3 separate regions of the Mus musculus genome follow, and all the other regions are linked to region 1. The links are chromatin contacts, called in public Hi-C and promoter capture Hi-C maps. All regions are on one chromosome and are shown on one strand. Each heading gives the region's core, a stretch centred on a gene start, on an enhancer-like site or on the middle of the called end of the contact. The rest is flanking DNA. Distances are from core to core; before and after follow the strand shown.

Region 1 (4,969 bases), core at 2,365-4,864:
ATAGTTCTGAAGACTAACAAATCCAAGATGAAAATGGCAGGATATTTGGAGTTTGATGAGGTCTTGCTTCTTCAAAGCCTTTAGTCAATATCTGGCATCCAGGGACAACCATGCTCTTCAGATGATTCCAGTCCTAGCTGCCATTTGACCCCTAACTACTTAGCGATTCCTAAGGAAGAACTGTTCAGCTGATCCAACTCAACCCATGGGATTGTAAGATTATAAACTTTTATCTTGTCATTCTATGACAAGATAGCTATGGTATAGCAATAGATCATTGAAAAGTAGCCAAACAGTCTTCCTTATGCCTTCTATAGGAAGAGTATTCCTATTCACAAAGGTTAAACTCTCACAGATATGCTCAACCTTTTGACACTGCAACATGCAGCCAAAGGAAAGAATCACTCCCCAGAAAAGCTTATCATGTTTAAGTAAGATTACAACTTTGTGTTAGGCCATATCTTAGACACATATGGCTCCAGGACTGCGGGTTGTACACATCTGAAAGGCTTCACTTCTAATACTGTTGAATTGAGAATTATGTTCTTCATGAACTTTGGAGGGGAAAAACATAAACCATAGCCCAAATCATGAACCAAAAGTCTATTTATTTGCCCTCTCACCCACTCCTTAACTATGATGAAGTAAGACCGGAAAACCATAGTTAAAAATCATTCTTCAGAAAATGCAAAACCCCAGAAGGATCAGATTTCTAGGGAATTTTATACCAATGATCAGATTCTGCTGATAAAGAACAAAGGGGGCCCTTCTAACAGAAGAGATGGCTGACCATCCTAGGGGAGGTGTTTGGGGTCTAATATCCTCTACTGCCATGTCTGAAGCAGGAAGTAGAAAGTTTGCTGTCTTGGGACATCATAGCTTTCAGAGCCTACTTCATGCTGATAGAGATTTCCAGGCACTGGGGCTGCCTGAGGTGCTGAATCTGCTCAGGCTTCAGCAGGTTGGATTTATAGATTTGGGTTCATTCAGTTCTCCCAAAATGCAACACCTCTGCCATTTGCCTCTCATTGTCTCCATGCATAATTAACAACAGCTAAAGATCTTGCTAAAAACAATTTTTAAACTTAAAGACTCAAATCTTTTTACATATAGTTTTGTGTTCTCTAATCACTTTCTCCCAAATCTGATGGCAGTAAGTTGAGACTATCTTTAACAATAAGGTTTGCAAGGAAAGCAACAGTTTTAATTGGGTAGATGCCATGAAGCTGTCTCTCAGCACCTCACGGATTGCTTTTCATGCCACTTGGATAGAATTTAGCTTTGGAGCTACTACCTAGGAATGTATTGTTCAGCGTCAGCACGTTTGTCTTTTTTACTTTGAAGTTTTCAGATCACTGACTTGCTAGTCAGTTTAGGTGACAGACCAGACAGAGAACATAACTTGTGTCACTTTCCTAATATAAAAACTAGTAGGTTTAGCTTTTGTTTCTTGCTGTCCTACTGCTCACAGATTTTATGATTTTATAATGATATTTCTCCATTTATTTTAGGAATTTGTAATGATACTTTCCCACCCCACTCCTGGTACTAATTTATGTATTAGAGTAAATTGCTTGCATAATAGATGTAAGAGTTGAATTACTCTTCTACAAAATAAAAGTATTTCTCTTTCATGTAGCTGTCCAGGATAGGCACTCCAGAGATTCAGCAACTCGGGCTGCCACAAGCAAATCACCCATTAGAATGGACAGTCAGAGGAAGGTCTCCTGTCAGATGTATGACTGTTAAGAAATCTAGATCTTTGATCTACACAGCAGGAAAATTTCACTAGGTCATCAGTAAATGGTTTCATGTACTGACAATGGAGTGTCTGTATTTAAAAAACTCACTTAATACTTCTCTCTGTCTCCTAACCTGAACCACTAGCACCATCTGTAAGGTTTGATCAGATCTGCATTCCATTATTCACCCTATTATGTACTAGCTATGTCTTTGGGCAAATTAATTAATGCTTATGAACTTTCATTCTTAAATGTGGAATGCTATTTAAAAGACCCACTCTCTATGCAAATGTGATATATTATACCTCAAATATGCACATACTGCTTAATATTTCATAAATGTTTAATAAATGATTCTTAACCATCTGAGGAGCACAAGATTAAGATTGTATAACTGGAGTTTGAATCTTTATAGACATGTGATGGATTCTCATTGCCGCCTCCCCCAACACACACCACACACACACACACACACACACACACACACACACACACACACACACACTATTTTAAGGCTCTGAGAAGATTCTCCTCTTGTTATCTTTTTCTCATCTATAAAATAGCAAGCATAATATACATTTTGAGGTTCCATTCTTGTTTTTATCTTTTATTTTCTAATTAATAGGACAATGTTTGGAAAACATAAATGTTATGGAAAAATAAAATCCTATGGATTTTATTTCTATTACACTTTTACACTATTTGTATAAAATAGTGCTTTACAAAGCACTATTACAGCATTGTGGTTTCATTTCCATCTTTCTTAGCTTCAAGTCTATTATTTTTTAAAGCTGAGAACCACGGGATATCCTTTTGGTTATATCCATTGGGAGTTCCTTTCTCTATATTATGAAAGAGAAACCAGAAGCCTCTGACTGTGGAAAGAACTACCCAAAGGCTCCAGTGAATACACATGGGGCTCCCAGTGAAGAGAGCCCTAATTAGTCTAGACTGTCGCCATCTTGGAGCGAGAAACCGGCCCTTGTGGGAATGGGAGATGAGGGTGAGTGTGAGCCTGGGACTCCTAAGAACAGACACTTGCCCAATTCACAGCCTCGCCTTGGGCTACTTCTGCTAAGGGAACAGCTAGTGCTTATTACAGTCAATGGGGGTATTCTCATCACAGAGGGATTGTGAGATTTGGCAAAGATCACAAAGGGGGAAAAAAATCTCAGACGGAAACAGTCAAGAATTGCAATTCAGGATGGGACAGAAATAAAAAGCCCAATTCTGATTCACATATTCTGTCATACCCGGTTGATCTGGGACAAAGATCAAAAATTCAAATTGGACAGTTCCCAGCCAGGACTTCTTTCTTTCCCAATGGGCTGTGTAGTATTAACAACCAAGGAGTATCTTTTGTAATCACCAGTGATAAGCTGATGATAGAGAAGCAGACACATTTGTCATTTGTAGTTTCTATACCTCCCCTCTTTATTATCAGAACCTCGACATCTTGCACCCATCTTTAAAATGTAAATTTACCTACAGCTATTCATCCCGCCTGTCCTAATGCCTGTCAAACTGAGATGAAAGAAAGCTGTACCCAGGCAAGTCTGAGATCCTCCCCTCTATCAGAAAAATCTTCCATGGAACCTTGCATTCCTCAAGCAAGACAGATCTGAGCTCTTGATACAGTCAGAAGGGGTGACCTACTTAAAAAGCCAGCAGAGTGTGTGTGTGTGTGTGTGTGTGTGTGTGTGTGTGTGTGTGTGATGAAACGAAAGTGAATTGTTTTGCTGAAATCTGACACTAAAAATAGGGCACTGGATCCTTCCCCTGCTTGGAAAAAAAAAAGGCATTAAAATGAGTGTGTCTGTATGTCTGGGAATATGTCTCCATAGCAACCATTGTCCCACCTCCCCTATCAGCAGCATTACCCTTCTCAACGAAAAGAGGGCATATGCACGCCTTTCCCAGCACCCTCCCAATCCCTTACTCCATGAAATCTAATTAAAGAGTGAAATGAATTTTAGCGATGGTCCTAGAGGCTGGGAGAAGTCCAAGGCTGGGGAGGGAAGCGCTTGGGAGGGGGCACAGGGAGACCTGCCCTTCCACACTGGAGGAGCGGCATGCAACTCCTCTCTCATTTTTAAAAAGAGCCGCAGCTTCCAGGCTGAGGGGCTGCAAGGGAGTGATAAACCCGCCATTCGATGATGTTATTACTTTAATGGATGCAGGACTGGTTGAGCACTTCATTTCCACCAGGGCTTCTTAGTTTGCAGCTTCTTCTCTTTATACAGCATCTAGTTTTCCTCAGACCCTCCTTCGGTTATTAATGAATGCTGTCCCCATTTCCTGTGACACTTGGGTGAGGGAAGAGGAAGCATCATTTGAGAAAATACATCTGTGTCTGGAGTGAGGTGAGTCCATCACAATTAGGAAGCCCCCTGCCACCTCCAACCTTAAACACTTTGTATTTATATTAAGTGTAAGGGAGCACACAGGGCAGATACCCTGGGAAGTAGAAGCTGATTTAGGCAAAAGAATTGCAAGGAAGCACCTGCTGGGGTCCTTTCCTTAGGTCTCCAGGAAGTGCCTTACCTCCTTCTCCCTTTCTCCATCACCTTCCTCAGCATCTAGCCAGCAGCAGCTCAGCACAGCCCCCCCACCCCACCCCCTCCAGCACCCTCCTCTCCCTCTACTCTGAACAACCCTGTCCTTGTTTCTGTGGTCCCCTGGTCCTGATCCCTGCATTCCAATCTCTTCTACAAGTTGGCTGCAGGTCTGGCTTCATCTTATATGAGTTCTCTCTCGGGAGCAAACTTGCCCTCACACAGCGTTCAATCAGGTCTGGACTTGTCCCCTGGACAAGCAGAAGGCAGTGCAGGAAGCCTATGGGGTCTCCTGGGGGTAGAGGGGAAAAATTAGTCACACATAGCACACAAGCTGCCATGTTTCAGAGCTGAGAGGAGCCACAGCAAGAAGAGCAGCTAGGTCTTGTCCTCTGTCCTGGTGGAACGAGCCCAGCCAGCTGTGTGCACAGGAAAAGTCAAAAGATGTGATCTCATGCAGAATGGAGTGGTTGGCACAGGGCAGCCGCCATGTGACTCTGAGCTCTGGGCAGAACCAGCTGTGGCATCTGCAGTTGCGTCCACCTCAGCTGCCAGCCTTACAGCTGCAGCAGCAGGCGTCTCCACATCCTTGGATGGATAACCAGCTTCCCCACTGGGGCCAATGGGGGCCTCCCTTCTTGCCAGCCTGCTGAGGTAGCAAGAGGCCTTTGC
Region 2 (4,450 bases), core at 1,353-3,852, 150 kb after region 1:
GGTTGGTTGGTCTATGGCTTCCGTCTGGCAGCAAGATGGATAAGAGGGGAGGGTGTGGCACTTCAAGAACCTTCTCACCTCTTGGCATCCTGGAAGCAAAGAGAAAAAGGGGAGGGAGGGAGGGAGGAAGAATAAGAATGAATGAATACCAGAACTCTACTGTCCCCTTTAAGGCTGTGCTCCCAGTGACCTATGACCTCCCGTTGAGCTCCACCTCTTAAAGGTCCCATCAACTTTCCAGTAGTGCCAAGCCAAGGCCACATCTTTACTACCTGGCTCTTTTGCAGGACATTCCAGATCCAAACTACAGAGCTGAGGTCTCTGTGGGGAATCAGTAACCTAGGGAGAAGGTTGCCTGGGCGTTTCTCACTTGTCCCAGGAACATTTCTAGCTCATGTCTATTGCTTACTCACTCAACAAATGGTCCAGGTATTGTATTAAATGTTATATTTCATATTATCTCATCGCAGCTCCATAAGTTATTATCCCTGTTTAGTTGATAAGGAAATAGAGGCTGGGGGAGATGAATAACTTCTCCAATGTTCATAAGAGTGAGTTGAGGAGTGAAGAAGAGCTGAACCAAGTTCTCTCTGAAGTACAGGCGGTTACTCATTCACTCCGGTGTAGGGACCGCTCATGGCCAGTGTTTTCTTAGGGACTCCATGGCTCCATCCCCTCCCTGTGAAAGGTTTTGGGTCTGGGGTCAAGAGAGACACTAAAGCAGATTGCCATGTTTGGGTAAGAAGTTTATTACAAGGGTTATTAATGCCAAGGACAGACAGCAGCATGGCAGGAGCCCTAATGAGTGTTCAAGCCCACGGGCAGAGTTAGGAGGGCACCTCTTAGAGGTCTCAGGAAGGGGATGGGGTCACATGGTGAGCGTGCAGCCAGGCTCTCTCTGTTTCAGCGGCTGCAGAGTGGAGAGCAGAAGGGAATTCCAGGAAAGAGATGTGCAGCTCTGAGGATCTGGGGAAGTGAGGAAGAAGGGCCTGGCTAGTTGACGTCTATCCAGTATATGGTGGAGGCATGTGTCAACGCTGGTGCCCTTTTGATATTCCAGGGGGTCCAGCCCTGAGGTTTGTAAATTTGCTTGGGGAAGTGAAAAACTGTGGCTGTCTGTCATTCTCTGGGAGTCTGGACACCTGAGGAAACTGTTGACACTCTCCTAGATGGGCTTTCTGTAGGGGGCCCGTCATTTCCTGACAGTGACCACTGCTATAAAAAGAAGCTTCTTTGGGTAGCCATGGTTGAGTGGCCTGGCCTATTCTAACACAACATCGCAGCCTGCTTCATTTGACCATGCTTGCCAGCGTCATATCACATGCGACCCAGGGGACTAATTATCATTCGCCTGGATCATTTGAAAGAAGAATGCAGAAAGAGGTTAGAAAAAAATTAAAAATTAAACCAGGCATGGTGACACACTCCCATAATCCCAGCCTTTGGGAAGTTGAGGCAGGAAGATCTTGTGTTTGAGGTTAGTTCAGGCTACATAGTGAGACTCAGCCTCAGATCAAAACAAACAATAGGAAAAAAAAATTCAAAATCTCTCTCTCTCTCTCTGCCATTGATTACATTTTCAAGAAGGAAAATCAGATGCAAGATGAAAACTACAATTGAGAACAGAAAAAAAATATCTAGGCCACCAACTCTGCAGCTCTGTGCCAAACCCATTCAGAACTGACAGCCTAATGCCAGGGACCGACACTGCATGATGGCGGCCACCTTGGCTCTTGCATGGGGAATACACTCGGTAGCTGGTTCCTTCTCCAGGATCCTGGAGGACTTTCGGGGGAGGTGCGTTACAAGGTACAGAGACATGTAAGACACAGGCCCAAGCCTCCAGGAGCTCACAGTACCTATCACGAGCAAATGTCTGGGCTCTCTCTTGATTTCCAGTGAAGAGGCAGTCTTTGACGTGTAAAGTGCTTCAGAGAGGCCCCAAGGGGTCTTTTCTTTTGCACTTGGAGGTTGGTCAGAACGACCTATCAAAACTGTTTTATCACTGGGAATCCATAGTCTCGGAAATTGTATAGCTTAACCTTTGAAGAAGAGAGGTCTCCTGTCGTTAGTTTCCCAAGCAAAGCACAGCTGCTGTTAGCATCGGATTGTTCAGAATAGCCCTGATTTCAAATAGTTCAGAAATGTAGTTGGAAGAGTGCAGTGAGTGGTTGGTACCACTTTACACATGTGGCTTTCTGCTGAATGCCTGTAACCCAGGCCTTTAGCCATTAGCCCAGGGTACCATTTCCGAGGACCTGTGGTGGCCGCAGTCCTCTCTGCTTTGCCTCTCTGGGAAATGACCAGGAGCCCCAATGCCCCACATGTCAGTCTGTTGATGGTGCCTCCCATCGGCCTGCAGCTGCGGAGGATCGGAGGATCGCATGCTTTGGCGTGCCTCTCTGTATGGTGGCTTTGACTCTGTGGCGGCATTCAGTTTGGTTTAAGATCACCAAAGGCAGGAACCCAGGACACTTAGCCATTCTCAGTCCAGGGAAGAAAGGAGCCGAAACAAAGGGCTGTGTGACAAGGAGGGGTGAGCACGGGACCATGCAAGAAGTCTGGGAGAAGTGAGATCCAACCAGACAGGGACTGTGCCCAGTGGCTTAGATACAGGAAGTGAGAATTGAGCATAGTGGGGCAAGGAGTCAGGACCCGGGATAACCTATATGTCATGGGTCAGGGGCAAAAGTGCCCTCCTTCATAGGCACAGCTGTTACTGAGGACAGCTTAGTGCACTGTGAGTTTCAGAAACAGCAGTGGGAATATCTCAGTTAAAAATTCAGAGCCAGCCACACAGTTGAGAACGAGAACTGAATTATACATATCTTTTCTGAGGGAAGAAGATTAAAGGAAAGGTTTTCTTTCTCTCTCTTCTTTTTTTTTTTGTTTTGCTTTTCTTTTTTGGCTGGTGGTTGTAAGTAGGTCATTGGCAGCTGTACAGCTGCAATGGCCGGGCAGGGGGAAGAGGTGTGTGTTGGGAATGTCCTGGGCCTGTTCTTCCAGTGCACTTGCAGGGCGAGAGGCCTGTGCCATTCCACCTTGTCATCTACACGGACTTGCCGATAATGATGTGTAGGGAGACGTACTCGCCTGCTCGGCCCCGATCGTTGGGACACTGATTGATTGTCTTCTGTGTTTCTCTGGTTGCAGAGCCCACGGTCTCCTCCCTGATCTGCTCCTCGGGGCCCTTGCTCCACTTCCTCATCGTCTGCCCCTTCGTCATGCTGCTCCTTCTGGCCACGTCCTTCCTCTGCTTGTACCGGAAGGCCAGGAAGTTGTCACAGCTGAGTCTCAGTGCAAAGAAAGAAAAGGCTCTCTGGGTGGGCATGAGAAAGACATCACTTCAGAAGGAAGCTGGAGAGGAGAGTGGACACTACTGAGGAGCACCTGGGCTGGAGAAAGGAGCGTGGAGGGATTGGGTTGGAGCGTGGAGGATGAATGAATTCTGTTTTAGACCTTGGCCAAGTTACCAAGGGACCAGAAGGGATGTGCCATGGACATAGATTGTTAACCATATCTTGTCGAGTGTTTCTTTGTGTAGCAACCATTTTTTTTTCTTTGCATCCTTCAGAAGCAGATAGTGTCATTGTCCCCACTCACACAGACCTCACCTCCTGGAGGTCCAGCCTCATCTGGAAAGAGAGGAACACCAGCTGTCGAGCCTTCCTTCCTCTCTCATTCCTCTCCCACTCATCTATTCCCTTGGCAACATCAGCTTGGCCCAGTCACAAGGGAAATCATTTTTCTCTAGATAAGAAATGTAGGAAAAACCGGGTGTCGGCAAAGCCGGAGGGATTGAGAGCATGGACTGGCTTGCCTGAAATCGGACTCCCCCAATCATTATGTAATTTTTTCTAGGCAGAAATCCGATGTTTTTTCTCCAACCCCCCTTTACAAATGCCCGCTGAAAAGTGTAAGAGTCGTTGTCTAATCAATATCGGCGCTTTGACAAAAGGGTAATGTGTTACAGCCTTTTGGAAGTTTTCATTTGGCTTCCTGCTTTTATAATTGGGGATGCTTTTTGTTTCTGTTTTTATGATGTCAAGGAAAGGCCTTGGGATACAGCCCTAGGCCAGCCTTGAACTTGATCTCACTGTCTAGCCCTACACTGTACAGTCTGGACCGTCCTCCACCTTACAGCCCTCTTCCCCCCACCAAGGCCAGCCTCCAAGGGCTGGGATTCAAAGCATGCATTGGCACTGGTCGGTGCTGTGCATGTCTTTAATCCCAGCACTCAGGAGATAGAAGTGTATGAATCTCTACACTCAAGGCCAGCCTGGTCTACAGACTGAGTTCCAGGAAACCCAGGCAGGGCTACACCGAGAAACCCTCTCTTGGAAAAAGAAGGAGGAAGAAGAAAAGGAGGAGGAGGAGGAAGAGGAAAGGGAGGGTGAGGAGAGCAGGGGCATTGGCATGCTTGGTTTAAGAGATAGTAAGTCATCGTTGA
Region 3 (4,711 bases), core at 1,936-4,435, 180 kb after region 1:
TTCAAATCCCAGCAACCACATGGTGGCTCACAACCATCCGTAATGAGATCTGATGCCCTCTTCTGGGGTGTCTGAAGACAGCAACAGTGTACTCATATAAATACATCTTTGGGCCAGAGCCAGCCAGGCTGGAGTGAGAGAAGTGTCTGAAGACAGCTACAGTATACTTACATATAATAAATAAATAAATCTTAAAAGAAAACAAGCAAACAAAAAACCCCAGCTCTCTTGAGACCCAATTTAGTTCTCATAAAAGTCACCTATTCTAAATCAAGCATGGAGATGCATGCCTATAAACTCATCATATAGGAAGCTGAGGCAGGAGAATTGTATTTTGAAAGTCAGCCTGGGAAACATACCCAGTTCAAGACCAGGTTGAGTTAATCCTAAGACTCTATCTCTAAACAAACAAACATAGCTTTTTTTTAGTTCAAGTGCAGTCACTGTCACAATCCAGCTACAAATTCCAACATAAACTGTGTTTAGGCCAGCCCATAAGTCAATAATTTCTATTGTTAACTTGTACATTTAAAACATCTAGATTTAGGATTTACTCAAACATTTGTTCTGAGTATGACAAGGCTATTAAGAAACCCAAAACTTACATCCTCTGCTTCATTCCAAATAGAAATTTATATACAGTTCATTCTCAGAGGTCTCTCCAGATGTTTTCAGGCTAAGAACATATATGAACTATATATGCACAAAACCTGTACTTGCTTGGCTGTCCCACTGGTCCAAAACCACCCCTGTTAATATGATCCGGGGTCTAAACGTTTTTATTTAGCACATCCTAGATTTCTAGAAGGAACATTTTTCCTTGCTGTATGTTATCTGTGTCCATTTTTACTTACTGGATGTGTGCAAGGCGGCTGAGCAGCTTCAGAGGAAATGGTGTCTGGAATGACGCATTTGAGACCTGGACTTTGTCTAGTCTCAAAGTCATCTTGTGCAGGAAAGAACCTGTAACCTGGGGCTGGAGAAATGCCTCCGAGATTAAGAGCTCTTGCTGTATGAGTTCAAATCCCAGCAACCACATGGTGGCTCATAACCACCTATAATGAGATCTGGTGCCCTCTTCTGGCCTGTAGGCATACATGGAAAAGAGGGAGATATATATCTATCTATATCTATATCTATATAGAGAGATATCACCAGACTTTTGGGTACTTTGTGAATTTTTTAAAATTCCACTCTTTTCCACCCCTCTCCTTTCCACCCCCTAACACTAGGTAGAAAAGACAAAAGGGCAGAGGGGGAAAGGGGTGACATTATTGTTAGACAACTTCCTGCTGATTAGGGGCGTCGAGTTTCTTGGGGCAAGTTTGAGCTTCTTCACCATCATATCTAATTTCTTCTTTTCATCTCTTTGCACACAACTGCTTAACAAATCACAGTCAACAGCATCCAACCGCTGAGCAGCCAATCAGTTCCTAGTATCAGGCCCTAGTATTTATATACCCTCTGAAGAGTCCCCAGAATTCCACACACTCTCAGAAACCATCTGCAGCTGGCAAAACCACACCCCTGTTAGAGCATGAGGCAAATTACAGTCAGCTGCTGTGGACAATCTGAAGCAGCCCCACCTGGGGTTAAAACAAACAAACAAACAAACAAAACATTCTTTATATTTCTGTGTTTTTTTAAAGAAACCAAAATTCTCACTACAAGAATCACCGTGGTCCTCTTTCCCCAAACCTTAGTGTTTGTGGTCTCCACCTCCTCAGATGGTATCCACTTCACATGCATATAATACAGATCTTGGAATTGCAATCTAGGAATAAAGAAAATCTGTTTGTATAAACTTTCACTGGAGAACTGGGGTGGGGCGTGCCACACTGCGTGCACTTGGAAATTCATCTCTCTCTCAAGCTCTCCGGGGTTTGCTGCTGACTCCATTCATCTTGACATTTATATACTATTTTATATTTATTTAAGCATTAGGTAGAGGCTAGTTCAGCTTCTTCCACTCAGTAAGCCCCTTGTGGTTAGAACAGTTGCTTTAAATGTATGCATTAAATGAACTTTATATTTCTCAAACACCTACTCCTCTTGGGACACCAAAAAAGCTATTTAGTAAGAACTGCTTAATTCATAAATGATACCTCGGGACTGTCTGGACTCTGAACTCCTAAAACATTTACAGCCTCCATATAGCCCAGACTTCTTAGACATTGCAGCTTTTCTGTCCTCATAGCAGTTGTGTGTGCCACTCCAAGACACATGATCTTCAACTGCTGAAATATGAAGTCATGGCTATTGCAGCCAAGCTCCGATAGTCATTCCTCACCTTCTGCTCACTGAAAGAATCCATTACAAGTTCTTTCCTTTCCTTTTCTTTCTTTTTTTTTTTCTTTTTGGTTTTTCGAGACAGGGTTTCTCTGTGTAGCCCTGGCTGTCCTGGAACTCACTTTGTAGACCAGACTGGCATTGAACTCAGAAATCTGCCTGCCTCTGCCTTCCAAGTGCTGGGATTAAAGGCGTGCGCCACCATGCGTCACTCTCGGTTTTTTAAAAGTACAAATGCAAAATAAGTTCAAAAGGTTTGACAATGCAAAACACACAATGTAAAATTAGTAAGCACGCAAGGTCTTGTATTGCCCTCAGGTTCTTCTCTCAGACCCAGGGCGTCCACACCAGGCGGTCCTTAGAACCTCACCAGGGGAAGGCAGCCTAAGACTCAAAGAGCGCGGAACCTGGAACTGAGATCTGTGCAGATGTTCAATCTTTGGTGACCCCGTGGACGCCCTGCACTCATTTAAAGGTTGCCCGGGGTCCTAAGGGAGTCTTTGTGCTTATTACAGACTATGCAGTAGATTCCCAAAGTTTTAAGGGATGCTCCCGCCTTTTGGCCGCCTCAAGTTGAAGTGTTCCCGCCCACAGTGGCTGCTTCCCGAGCAGGCAAGCGGCTCTGGCTCCCTCTGGGTCTAGTGGTTCCTCTGGAGTCTCCCAAGCTCAGCCTCGTCCACTTCTCTCCAAGTCCTGCTTTCCCCAAGCCAGGGAGCATGCCGGCGTCCTCACTGGAGCTCAGCCACGCCTCCTCACTCCAAGTTTGATTTCAGAGCGCGCCAAGCCTGAGGGAGACTGTAATTGGTTGAAAGTGAGAGACTCTCCCGCTTGATTGGTGGAGTGTTGTGGTGGGCGGGACGGGGCGGAGTCAAAGACGGAAACCCGGCGGGCCAGGGCTTCCTGGCTGCGGTATGGACCTGGTTAAGTGTCCGGAGCACGGTAAGGCCTCAGTCTCGGGATTTCCCTCCCGGGGACTGTGGGACTGGCTTGGAGTGGCCGATGCTGACCTTCTTGTTTCCTCAGGGGACGCCTGCTTCTTAAAGACCGGCGTCCGCGATGGCCCGAATAAGGGAAAGAGCTTCTACGTGTGCCGGACGAACACATGCGGCTTCGTGCAGGCCACCGAGTGAGTCTCCAGCCCGGCCCGGTTACACGGAGTGACCCAGCCTGGTCACTTCAGCTGCCTTGGGACGCGGACTCACCCACACTCCGATCCTTCTAGAGTCTGCTTCAAGTTTCTAGGCACCTGTCTGGCCTTACTTAGCCACTCCCCTTTGCCCCGGCATCCTTTCTGCTCCCTCTAAAAAGTGTAAACAAACAGTGGACATGGGAATTAATTTGCTAGTCTTGTACCAATTTTAGGTCGCCATTTAAATTTTACGTTTAAGGTTAAAACATGTTAATTAGACACAAGCTTTTCTCCTTCATCTAGTGGCATGACGTTAACAACCCAGAGAGAGCCAGAGTCTTTAGGGCAGTGTTTCTCAACCTGCGGGTCACGACCTTCAGGATCTAAGGACGCTTTCACAGGGGTTGCATTTCAGTTATCCTGCAAATCAGATATTTTTACATTGCGATTCAAAACGGCAAAAATTACAGTTATAAAGTAGCAATGGGAATGATTTTATGATTGGGGTCACCATAACTGTTGTAACGGGTATTAGGAAGGTTGAGAACCGCTGCTGTAGGGAGTTAGTGCTGAAAGAAACATCAGAGGTTGATGTGGATCGCAGGTTCTGCAGATGTGAAAGCTGAGACCTAGAAACCTCAAGCATCTTGTCTAAAGTGAGGAAAGTCAAGTGTGACAATCTTTTTTTTTTTTTTTTTTTTTCCCAGACAGGGTTTCTCTGTATAGCCCTGGCTGTCCTGGAACTCACTCTGTAGACCAGGCTGGCCTCGAACTCAGAAATCCGCCTGCCTCTGCCTCCCAAGTGCTGGGATTAAAGTCGTGCGCCACCACCGCCCGGCAAGTGTGACAATCTTAACATACCGGGTGTTGACATTCTCGAAGTGAAATTACACTGTGGTGTCATTTAACATTTCTCCCTGCTCTCTATTCAGCTGGACTTTGTAGAGCATGGTTATTTTTTTTTCAGTATCATAGCTATACTAATATACTAATGAATATTAGTAATATACTAATGAATAGTAGTACTGGAATAACTTGTATGATTTGTGTCTCCACTTTGTACCAGAATTTACTATTTATTTCTAGAAATATTATATAGATAATGTTTCTAAATATACTGAGATTTGGTACCCTGCTCAAATGTTTTAAGACACATGTGTGCTCATGTTTATAGGAATTGTGCATCAATGTTGGTCTTAGGTTTGTTTCAACATTAAAAGAAATGTTCTTGTGGACTGGAGAGATGGGCCAACCTTTAAGAGCACTGGCTGTTCTTCCAGAGGCCCTAGCTTC

What was found. Promoter capture Hi-C pulls out the DNA fragments that hold promoters and counts their contacts. Hi-C and Micro-C count contacts between places; a contact is called where the count stands out from the background.
Region 2: a Hi-C map of uterus shows a contact between it and region 1, with 1.8 times the contacts expected there. The contact joins two enhancer-like sites. A contact is called at or near these places in 1 of 15 datasets of contacts at CTCF or cohesin (the NIH/3T3 cell line), 12 of 484 Hi-C or Micro-C datasets (CD8 T cells, MC3T3-E1-derived osteoblasts, cochlea and 7 more), 11 of 115 datasets of contacts at active chromatin or transcription factors (the SCID.adh cell line, SST interneurons, VIP interneurons and 8 more) and 1 of 9 other capture datasets (embryonic stem cells).
Region 3: a contact with region 1 is called in a promoter capture Hi-C map of hippocampal neurons, with 4 times the contacts expected there. The contact joins the promoter of Ttf2 here to the enhancer-like site in region 1. A contact is called at or near these places in 7 of 39 promoter capture datasets (the 3T3-L1 cell line, 3T3-L1-derived adipocytes, the C10 cell line and 3 more), 1 of 15 datasets of contacts at CTCF or cohesin (the NIH/3T3 cell line), 29 of 484 Hi-C or Micro-C datasets (the AML12 cell line, CD4 T cells, CD8 T cells and 23 more), 11 of 115 datasets of contacts at active chromatin or transcription factors (the SCID.adh cell line, SST interneurons, bone marrow-derived macrophages and 8 more) and 4 of 9 other capture datasets (adipose tissue, embryonic stem cells, liver and 1 more).

Annotation. Positions count from the first base shown.
Region 1 is chr3:101,144,361-101,149,329 of GRCm38.p6, reverse strand. No RefSeq gene overlaps it. Among named protein-coding and RNA genes, the nearest start is that of Ptgfrn, 37 kb to the right of the region's middle. Within about 2 kb of position 3,614, at least 60 of the 459 cell types and tissues checked have an H3K27ac peak or open chromatin away from gene starts, as enhancers often do. A contact at or near this core is called in the N1E-115 cell line, the SCID.adh cell line, SST interneurons and 11 more, where this site is marked.
Region 2 is chr3:100,992,598-100,997,047 of GRCm38.p6, reverse strand. Cd101 (CD101 antigen) reads left to right here. Exons shown (of 9, transcript NM_001167906.2): 9 at 3,154-4,450. The coding sequence ends at 3,383. Among named protein-coding and RNA genes, the nearest start is that of Ttf2, 25 kb to the right of the region's middle. Within about 2 kb of position 2,602, at least 94 of the 459 cell types and tissues checked have an H3K27ac peak or open chromatin away from gene starts, as enhancers often do. A contact at or near this core is called in the SCID.adh cell line, SST interneurons, VIP interneurons and 1 more, where this site is marked.
Region 3 is chr3:100,968,137-100,972,847 of GRCm38.p6, reverse strand. It overlaps Ttf2 (transcription termination factor, RNA polymerase II), which reads left to right and starts at 3,185. Exons shown (of 23, transcript NM_001013026.2): 1 at 3,185-3,228; 2 at 3,313-3,415. The coding sequence starts at 3,201.